3 separate regions of the Mus musculus genome follow, and all the other regions are linked to region 2. A link is a contact called in public HiChIP or PLAC-seq data. All regions are on one chromosome and are shown on one strand. Each heading gives the region's core, a stretch centred on a gene start, on an enhancer-like site or on the middle of the called end of the contact. The rest is flanking DNA. Distances are from core to core; before and after follow the strand shown.

The links. HiChIP or PLAC-seq counts read pairs in DNA pulled down with a chosen protein or histone mark.
Region 1: a contact with region 2 is called in a CTCF HiChIP or PLAC-seq map of the NIH/3T3 cell line, with 9 read pairs. The contact joins two enhancer-like sites. A contact is called at or near these places in 1 of 15 datasets of contacts at CTCF or cohesin (the NIH/3T3 cell line), 3 of 115 datasets of contacts at active chromatin or transcription factors (embryonic fibroblasts, embryonic stem cells and pancreatic cancer cells) and 1 of 9 other capture datasets (embryonic stem cells).
Region 3: a contact with region 2 is called in an H3K27ac HiChIP or PLAC-seq map of embryonic fibroblasts, with 3 times the contacts expected there. The contact joins two enhancer-like sites. A contact is called at or near these places in 1 of 15 datasets of contacts at CTCF or cohesin (the NIH/3T3 cell line), 2 of 484 Hi-C or Micro-C datasets (muscle stem cells and uterus), 2 of 115 datasets of contacts at active chromatin or transcription factors (embryonic fibroblasts and embryonic stem cells) and 1 of 9 other capture datasets (embryonic stem cells).

What each region holds. Positions count from the first base shown.
Region 1 is chr14:99,447,869-99,451,138 of GRCm38.p6, forward strand. No RefSeq gene overlaps it. Among named protein-coding and RNA genes, the nearest start is that of Gm41230, 72 kb to the right of the region's middle. Within about 2 kb of position 1,398, at least 63 of the 459 cell types and tissues checked have an H3K27ac peak or open chromatin away from gene starts, as enhancers often do. A contact at or near this core is called in the NIH/3T3 cell line and pancreatic cancer cells, where this site is marked.
Region 2 is chr14:99,629,523-99,632,904 of GRCm38.p6, forward strand. All of the region lies in intron 1 of Gm34061 (a long non-coding RNA gene), which reads left to right. It also overlaps the pseudogene Gm9298. Among named protein-coding and RNA genes, the nearest start is that of Gm33880, 4.1 kb to the right of the region's middle. Within about 2 kb of position 1,774, at least 65 of the 459 cell types and tissues checked have an H3K27ac peak or open chromatin away from gene starts, as enhancers often do. A contact at or near this core is called in the NIH/3T3 cell line, embryonic fibroblasts and pancreatic cancer cells, where this site is marked.
Region 3 is chr14:99,497,311-99,501,064 of GRCm38.p6, forward strand. No RefSeq gene overlaps it. Among named protein-coding and RNA genes, the nearest start is that of Gm41230, 23 kb to the right of the region's middle. Within about 2 kb of position 2,366, at least 16 of the 459 cell types and tissues checked have an H3K27ac peak or open chromatin away from gene starts, as enhancers often do. A contact at or near this core is called in embryonic fibroblasts, where this site is marked.

The DNA.
Region 1 (3,270 bases), core at 148-2,647, 180 kb before region 2:
CTAAGGATGATATCCTCCAGATACATCCATTTGTCCAAGAATTCCATAAATCCATTGTTTTAAATAGCTATTTACACAATAGCTCCATTGTGTAAATGTACCACATTTTCTGTATCCATTCTTCTGTTGAGGGGCATCTGGGTTCCTTCCAGCTTCTGGCTATTATATTATAAATAAGGCTGCTATGAACATAGTGGAGCATGTGTCCTTATCACCACTGGAACTTCTTCTGGGTATTGCTGGATCTTCTGGTAGTGCTATGTCCAATTTTCTGAAGAACCTCCAGACTGACTTCCAGAGTGGTTGTACAAGCTTACAATCTCACCAGCAGTGGAGGAGTGTTCCTCTTTCTCCACATCTACTTGAGTCTTTCATGTACTGGTTCCTACTTGTACCAAGGTTGAGGCATAAAGAAGGAGCAGGACCCACTAATCTCCGTTATGGATATTACCTTCCATTGTGTGTACAGTAGAGAGTAAGGGAGGGAAACAAACAGCTAACAGAGGAGCAGGTAGGCTAAGTTATCTGTATATTTTCCTAGACAGTGTTTCTCTGGGTAGCCCTGGCTATCCTGGAACTCATTCTGTAGATCAGGCTGGCCTCAAATTAGTTGGTTTGGTGGATCTAAAGCTTCATCTAGCCACTAGTCAAAACAGCTGGAGAAGTGGCTCTAATGGCTGAGCACTTGCTGGTTACATGGGAGCCTTGGGTTCCATATCTAGCACCACAAACACAAAACAAAAATTGACTGAGGACAGGGTTCCCAATGAAGGAGCTAGAGAAAGAACCCAAGGAGTTGAAGGAATTTGCAACCCATAGGAAGAACAACAATATGAACTAACCAGTAACCCCAGAGCTCCCTGGGACTAAACCACCAACCAAAGACTACACATGCAGGGACCCATGACTCCTGCCTTATATGTAGCAGAGGATGGCCTAGTCAGTCATCAATGGGAGGAGAGGCCCTTGATCCTGTGAAGGCTCTATGCCCCAGTGTTCGGGAATGTCAGGACCAAGAAGTGGGAGTGGATGGGTTGGGGAGTAGAGGAAGCAGGGAGGGGATTGGGGGAGAAGGTTTTCAGAGAGGAAACCAGGAAAGGGAATAACATTTGAAATGCAAATAAAGAAAATATCTAATAAAAAAGTGAATAAAGATAAATATATAAAGGCAATAAAAAAAATCAGATCTAGATAGGGGAAGGAGGAGACAGAGGCAGATGCAGGTACAGGCTACCAGTGGAATTCAGGGGACACACAGGATGGGAGGCAGGAGATCAGCTCTGCTCCGTGTCAGGATCAGGTAAGGCCTAGGCTCTGTCACTGGCTGCACCACACTGAGAGTCACAGCTACTCCACCCAGCCCCGGAGCCACAAGACAGTCCACATTCACGTGCTCCCCACTTAACCACAGAGCACAGAAACAGATGAAACCTGTGCCGTGAAAAAGGGCCAGCCCTGGCTTTGAACAAAGAGCTTTTAAAACAAAACCACAAAGGGAGTGAGTCACCACTCTCTCAACCTTTCTTCTCCTGTGTGGCTTTAAGCCTCTTGTTTGTTTGGGGGTCTGACCTTGATCTCATCGTTTGTATCTATTTGTTCAAATGAACCCAGAATTCCTTAAAATACCAAACTAATTTCTTTATTTCAGGTTTCCACATTAGGCACATGTACGTTGCCAACCCCCGGACGACTCACAGTTTCTCAGAACATGCCTGGGTAATTTTTCTTAGTGGCTTTTCCATGATAAGATTTGGAGTTTTGAATAAAAAACTTTGTGGGAGGGGTTGTATAGAGAAAAGAAAACAACCCTACAACAATGAAGTGTTTCTATTGAAGTGTTTTGAACATAGAATCTGAAAAAGGGGTGACTAACATGACTGGCTAGGAGCTTAGGATAGAATTGTGTCTTCTGAAAATGTCTAGGCCACTTGGTTAATTTGTTGATTTATTCATTTTTCCAGTTCTTTACCGACAGTGGTATATGTTGGTACTTCACTATATTGTCAATATGTGACATTTATTTAATCAGGAACTGACTCTCTAGTTCAGGCTTGGTTTGTGGGCAAGACTGTTTCCCCGGTGTTCATTGATATGGTGGCAGTGGTCAAGGAAAGTGAAATTCTGAGCCTTACTTTAACAGAGGCTGAGAGAAGATGACTCTGCCTCCTTATTTGGAGTCCAGGAAGTGGTTTAGGGTTGAGATCCAAAAAAAAAATTAAGTTTGTTTGATGTTACCAGCAGTGACCTGCCTTGATGTGGTGTCCTCAGATGCAACTCGAACCAAGAATTGTGACATCTGAAAGTGGTGGGAGAGTTTGAGGAACGTGATCAGTCGGAACATGTTACCTGAAATTTCAGCCTCTGAGGTCACCATTCCCAGGATGAAGGGCTGGCCTCTCGCTGCCTGTGCTTATCCTGTTTGGAGACCATGGAATTATGTGCAGTTCATGTACTACTTGAAGTAGCAGTTTCAGGCTTCTTCTTGAGCTGGGAAGTCTCTTTGCTCTTTCTCTCTCTCAAGATTTACTTTTTTTTTTCTATGAATACACTGTAGCTGTCTTGGAGGGCATCAGATCCCATAACAGATGGTTGTGAGTCACCATGTGGTTCCTGGGAATTGAACTCAGGACCTCTGAATGCTGGGAATTGAACTCAGGACCTCTGGAAGAGCAGTCAGTACTCTTAACCACTGAGCCATCTCTCCCGCCCCCTGCTTGGTATCTTATTTCTTCACTTCATACAGACAGCAACTTTGTTCTACCTACTCCTTGAGTGACTCCTGTAAAAACAACCTGAGGGATGGATGTCAGGCCCATCTGAGGTTCTGACTCCAGCGGTCAATGTGGTCCAGAGAGTGTATTTGGAAACTGTATGGTTTTTCATAAGCTCTTATCACAAAGAACTTATCATTTCTAGAATAGGACCCAAGGCTGTCTATATAGTGAGTCTTTTGTTGGTAATGATTGTTTTTAATCTGAATTTATCTTAATGAAGACTGAAGCTGAATATCTAAGAGGCTTTGCTGACTGTTTCTGCTTGTTTAAACAATTGTTTTAAAAATATGACAACTCTGGAAAAAGGAAAAAAATCGTATTTTAGTCATTTCATTTAATTTGCAGTTCATGTGGCAGGAAGGCCAACACAGAAATGCCAGAGGGTTGCTTTCGTTGAGGCCTCTTTCCTGGGTTGTAAGGTGTCCTCTCTTCAAGTGGCCACCCCTTCTGTCCACATAGACTCCTAGTACCATCTCTATCTACATTTTCTCCTTAT
Region 2 (3,382 bases), core at 524-3,023:
GGCCATGAGGAGCTGTCAGAGATGTTAAGATGCAGCAGGCTGTTGTTAGAGAGATGGATGCTAATTTGTCAGCAGTCTCTACTCTGCTGGGAGACAGGAGGAGGGGCTTCTGATAACTGACAGCCAGTTTTTTTTGTTTGTTTGTTTGTTTTGTTTGTTTGTTTGTTTTTAGCCATTATAGGGATCACAGACTATTCTTCCATTCCCTTTAGATCAGAGTAAAATCTTGTCTAAGGCAGCATATTTGGGGGTAGGGCATTTTTTTTTTTTTGCATGGCTTCTAATTTTAAAGTTTCTTAGGATCTTCTTGTTGCTCTGAACACATTCAGGACATAGAAAATTATCTTCCACTCCTGGTTCTGGGATAATACAGGCCGGTAACAGGAGGAGAAAATTCATCCTTTGGGGAGTGTCTGGAACCCAGGTCTGTCCAGCAAGAAATTGCAGGCGAACCCAGCCTTTCTTACGTGCAGGGAGCTGCCTGCCATGGACTACACACCATCTGAATCCAGTGGCTTGTGGCAGAAAGGCCTCCACGTTAGACGGAAGAGGACATCGATTCTTAGACATTGACTGAGCTGCTCTCATGGCAATCCTTGCCCAGGCTGCAAATGTGGACTCCTTAGGTGAAGTTAGAATTCCCAGGATACCATTCTCCTGCTTCTTCCTTTGGCACCTGCTTGGAGACCCGATTCCTCTGGTGACAATCTTGGATTTCTTGGGACTCTGCTTCATTCTGGCCTCACGAGATGTATTGGGAATATAACATTCTTGTTTAGAATATGAGTGTCTCTGAAGTCTCAAATAGACCTCAACTTTCTTGCCATCCATGCTCAAGTTATGATACCGACACCACTCCCGAAGAGTGTTCCGGGACACGTCCCTAATAGGAGGCAGGCTGGGCGGAGGACAGGTGCTTGGTATGGATCTGGTTGGATGTTTGATTCCCGCATGCCTCACCAGAGAACGAACGGGCTGGTGGTGTGTGGTCTGAGGTTGAAGAAGAAACATTTGATTGCATAGGGTAGTCTGTGATTGACTCCTCCTCCTCCTTAAATGGGACCAGCGTTAAAATCATACTTTCTTCATCCAAGTTTTCCTCAGATTGGTTCTCGTTGAAAGTCTCCAGGCCGAAGTATGACATTTTCAGGCAGGCTGGGGAGAAGACAAAGGCAGCTGCTGAATGGATGCCGACTTCTTTTATAAGTCTTTGTTTTGTTTTCTTCCTACCTTCTGTACACATTGTTTTTGTTTTCGTGTTGCTGATATGAATAGGTGGACTGTTGTTCTGACAGTTGTGTAAAACAGAGGAGTACATTGTGTCATTGAGAAATGAGACCACTAAAGAAAATGTCAAAGCTTCAGTCAGGTGGACAAAGATCTCTGCCTCGCAGGTTGTGGTGAGCACCAGCACGGTCATTGATCAATCTCCATGGTTTGATATTCGCCTCTAAAGAGTTTGCTATTCCTCACTGACAACAGCATCACTAAAACACCTTGTTGTCTGAACATCTAAGAAAGCTTCAATACTGGTTTGTCTAAAGGCAGCTTGGGGGTTAACCAAACCGCTTTCTCAGCCTTGCCTCTGCGTGCAAGGGATGTGGTGGTGGTGTTAAATTTACACCGAGGTGGTGGTGGTGTGTTCTTCGTTTCAAACTCCTTTATCTAGAATGTGATCTTGTAGAATTCGCTGGTCCTTGGGAAGAATCGAGTTCTTCTCTGATGGCATTTCAGAGGCGGGAGAAGCAAACAAGTTCTTCCAGTGTCGGGAAACTATGACTCATCTCAGCTCCCATGCTTTCTGACTCTGAATGAAGAACGGCAGTGTTCACATAGAAACCGTATAATTTGTCACGTTGAGAACAGGCTGATCTTGTTCTAATGCTCTTGCAGAACTCCAGCTACCTTTATATGAGGAGAAAACTTCAGAAATTAATAAAATGAGGTTCAGCCTCAAGGAACATGACTAATGCATCTGAAATCAGAGACTCAAAGACACCAGAAAGGGGAGGTGCTTGCAGTTTTACCAGGAAACAATTTTGAATTGCTTGAGTTTTGTTGTTGTTGTTGTTGTTTTTGTTTGTTTGTTTTTTTGGTTTTTTTTTAGAATCATGGCAACATTGTGTTCACATTTCAAACACCAGAACATTTCCTCATTTCATAGATATAAACGGAAATCAGCCATTGGATAGAAATAGAACGAAAATATAATCCCTAAAGGAGAATATATTAGTATCTTGATGTTATTTTATCATGGACAACGGGTCAAATACTTGTTGCAACTGTTGAATATTGACCCGTAGGTATGATTTAAATCCCATATTAATTTCCAAAGATAATTTGTGTGTATCCACATTTCCCAGTGCCTAATGCCACCCCCAGACATGTACCTGTCTGTGGGAGTGAGCGTGCACGTGCGAATGTGTGAGTGTATGAGTGTGTGTGTGTGTGTGTGTGTGTATTAGCGCGCACGTGTGCACACGTGCATCTATGCACCCTTGTGCTGTGATGATCTATGCAGTCCTGTGGACAAGTGAATACGCACAAAAATATGCATAGGTAATAGCCAGGCCCTCGGAGTTGTCAGATGTTTTGAACATTGGTGATGGGCAAGGTTCCATGTTTGGTGACTTCTGCCAAACTGCAGAGTGCAAAATGAATTTTATCACTCAGAATCAGTTCATTTAGAGATGGGTGCGACAAATAGCTGTTTTGCCCAATCCCTTTTGGTTTTGGAGAGTGAGCTAAGGGTTCTTTCATGAAGTAAATCTATCCTTTCAGAATCACCCGGCATGCTGTGGTTGCCTCTCATCTCCAAACTGTTGCCTAGCAAGTAGTTGCTCCTTGAATATTTATTTAGAAGTTCTCTGGCTGGTGGATGAGTAAGTGACAGATAAGTTTCGGAGAGATTGCGCAAGCCCCTGTCTTCAAGGGGAGCCCAGGTGTTTTCTGCTTTCTTCCTAATTTCTTGCCTTCTCTAAATGAGTTAATCAATTCCTTTTCTCTTTGATCCTTAAGCCCCATTCCTGGAAACGCCACCTATTGTTAGCCAATGGAAACCTTTTCTTCTCTCTTTTCACCTCTTCCCCTAAGCCTTGCTGAGTAACTGGGAAAGCAGCGAATTCTCCTGAAAGTCCACTTTGTCTGAACTTGTGGGAGGTTGTGAGTCACCCGACTCCTGAGACACAAAGTTTGCTCAAATATTTACTGCTCTGATCTCTGATTTACTTAATATTAACGCCAATTGTCTGGTTAGCCTTATACCTTTGGTATATATACTAATCTTACTGTTTGTCTCAGATCCCAAACTACCTCAGCATTCTAAATATGGTAAATTTGGGATCCTTTCCAATTAAGGTTATAGACAAAATTTAAAATACGT
Region 3 (3,754 bases), core at 1,116-3,615, 130 kb before region 2:
GTATGTGTGTGTGTGAGTGTGAGTGAGTATGTGTGCATGCACACATGTAGAGTTTAGTTTGTAACTGGGTATTGTTTTCCCTTAGGGTCATCCACTTTGTCTTTAGAGACAGGGTCTCTCATTGGCTTACATCTCACTGTGGTCCACAAGCCCCAGGTTCTGGCTGTTTCTGCTCCTCCAAGCACTGGGATTATAAGAATGGGCCACTATGCCTGGCCTTTTATGTGGGCCCTGGAGACTAAACTCAGGCCCTTATACTTGTATGGTAAGCTCACTGCCAATTGAACTGTTTCCCTAGGCCCTCTTTTGGCATCTCGATTCTGCTTTCTCAACCCTGAGAACTGTGAGGAACTGATTTCTTCTCATTAGCCTTCTCGTCTAGCGTCTTATAGCGAGACAAATAATTTAGAAGCCTAAAGTACAGGAATTTTGATGGAATCTTTTATCCAACTTCACATCAAAAGCCATGAATGGAGAGGGTGGGACGGTCCCCTCACTGAGAGTACTGCTGACAAAGGCTTGTCTTGCTGCCGACTCGAATAAAGCCATGTAGTGATTTCTTACAACTTTCCCTGTCTGATTGCTAGAAAAGTCCCACAGAGCAGCATAGCTTTCTTCTCATTTCTCCTCATTTGCCACTTGCCACAAGCTGAGACCCTCTTGGGGCACAGTCTCACCTCGGAGGGCCAAGCAGTGTTCAGCCTTGCCTGGTCTCTGTGCGATAGAACTTCCCTCCCTGAGAACTACTGCCTTGGGCAAATTACCCCCTCACCCCCAAAGCCTTTTCTGCTTGAGCTAGAGAGGGCCAGACTTGACGGAATCCTGAGAATTAGAAAAGTGAAATTGCAGTAAGAGCAGGGTCTTCCCCCACGACTTCCTCCTACCCCAATCTCCCGCCCGACTCACAATTCCTTCTGATGAACTAATGACGTGCGTTTTCATCTTATGCCGGTTATATTTCTAAAAGCTCTCCCTGTCTTCATCTCTACTGGACTAATCCTCATAAAGAAGGTTCAAAAATCATCCCCCCCCAAGCCTCTCCTGATGGAAATCACCAGGTCCTCACTGTTTCCATGAATATTAATTAATATGTAATTATTTCATTGATTAATGTATTAGAAAATTACCTGAACAAACCAATAGATTTCCCAGATCCCCTGACCATTATAAAACAGTTGATCGATACTGCATTTATTAAGATAACCTTGTAAGCATTCTTTTTAGTAGACTGAGATTTTTTTTTTAACTTGGAGCCATATAATCTTTTGTTTGCAGGCAACAGGCCTAGCCCTACCTAATGTCTGAATATGAGATACTTGGTTCAGTCCTCAGAATGCTACAAGAGAGTATAATCTTCTCTATTTTAGCCAGCCCCCATTTGAGAAAATTGGCATTTACTTCTTGAGATGGAGCCCATCCTTGTTCAAGAGGACCATACCATCACGGAGGAATTTTAAGTGTTCTGCTAGCTACTGCTTGTACGGACACATGTTTATTTCCATAGTGCACCTGTTCCAATGATGGCGGACCTCTCTGCTCAAGCCAGCCTTAGTACTACCTAAGTGCAGTTCTTCTCCTCTGTTTTCAGAAGAGCAAAAATAGCCTGGATGTACTAATAGCTTATCAAGAGCCTCAGACTGTCCTGAGATTTTTTTTTTTAATGTGCACTATCTCATATTATCCACATAGCAGTTTAGTAAAATAGCCAGAAGAGAAAATTGAGGCATAGGGACACAAAGCCACTTGTTCAACCTTTTTAGGATACAGAACAATACTGAAGCCTAACAATCTAACTCTAGGGTCTGAATTCCTGCTTAATTCTTTAGGATGATCACTCTTTCTTGTGTGGTTCGTATGAGTTGAGTGCACACAGTTGAGTGCTCACAGATGAAATCAGGTCTTTGTAAAGACCCAAGGCTTCCATCGACTCTCTCTTATCAGCTGCTGTGAGGTGCGACCTTGCTGGGTTGTCTTCAACACCAGTTACCCAACGGCACTTCAATGAGAGAATATGGTAGAATATACTGTGCCGTAGAATTTTAAATCGATAAGGTCACCTATATGGCAAATATACTTATACATGTCCATTCATGTGTATGTAACATTCAGATGTACATATATATATATATATATATATATATATATATAGGAAGAAAATTAAAGAGCTTTCATTCACAAATCTATGTGACCAGATGCAAAAGCCTTCCTTGAACAGGGCAGGTTCCTGAGAAGATACAGGATGCTCTTCACTGCATGCTGCAAATCCTTTGGGAATTTGTGTATGTATGTACATGTGAGTATGCTACCACAAGATTAATTCTTTTTTTCTTGCTACTCATGGTACCAACCTCACAAATCTGTGATTCACAACAGGAATGTAGCCCGGAACTTCTGCTATGTAAGCAGCTGCAGCTGCTTCAAATACCACCGTACATGTGATCCAGGACTCGCTATAAATTTACCCCTAAAAATAAAGTAACAAGTGACCGAACAGCAATAAGAATTAATCACTGCAGCGCATGAATGGAATGTGCCAGGCTCTACCTCAAAAATCCCTTTATAAAAAGATTGTTATAATTAAAAACTCCAAAGAAATACCCGAGGATGCTGTGTTAGAGTAAATGTGCTGCAAATTCTGAGAGAAGAATTTTATTTTTTTAAAGGAGAGATATGATAGAATGGGAAAGAGCCTCTGTGACTTCTATATCATTGGAAAGAGGGTGGGATTATTGCATCACTGAGGAATGCATCCTACAAAGGAATTTCAATTGGGCTCAGGCTTGGTACTCTGGGAGGTTTTTTTTTTTTTTTTTTTTTTTTTTTTTTTTTTTTTTTAAGTCTGTGAGGATAGACAAGCCTTCTGGTTAAGCTGTTGGCCATGGAGGGAAATAAATTCATGTCTAAAATTTGCACCGCAACTTGTGGCAAAGATTAGCTTGGTGATTCAGAACTGTGAATAACCTTGAGAAAGTATCATGCATGTCATGCTTCCAAAAGTTGATGTCAACTATGAAATTTGGGGAAAAGCATAAATCCAATACAAAGGAAGAAGCAGGAAACCCAAAAGACCCACCCTCTTCCTATGTCTGTAAGACACACAGTCCAAATCCAATGGCCATTTCCCTGTAACAGTCTAACAGGCGCAAAAGAAGGAAATGAGGAAGGGCGAGAATGGAAGAGAGAGGGAGAGGGGAGGGAAGAGAGAAGAGAGAGAGAGAGAGAGAGAGAGAGAGAGAGAGAGAGAGAGAGAGAGAGAGAGAGAGAGGACAGAATGAAGACAAAAGAGAAAGAAGGAGAAAAGAAAGGAAGGGAGGGAGAAAAAACGGACTAGTTTAGAAAAAGTGTGTGTGTGTGTGTGTGTGTGTGTGTGTGTGTGTGTGTGTGTGTGTGTAATATTCACCAATCAACACTTCTAAAAGTTTCAAGCAGCTCTTTAAGGCTTTTATTTGGGAAGAGGAAGGGACGCACTGGGAGTAGGAGTGGAGAAAGAGTGGGTAATCGGAACGGAAGTATCATCAAAATAGGTTAAACACATGTATGAAGATGCCATAATGAAGTTCACTATTTCGTACAATTAATATACAATTTCTGAAAAAAGGAGAGCAAGGCCTCCCGATTCTGAGTTTGTCACAGGTAAAATGCTCAGGCCATCTGAAAGAAAATCTGATTGAAGATCAATTTTTGGACATGGGAAAAGCAAGAGGTGGGTTCTTCAAGCCACTCGAGGTACCGGAGATGAAAGGTTAAAGCCTTG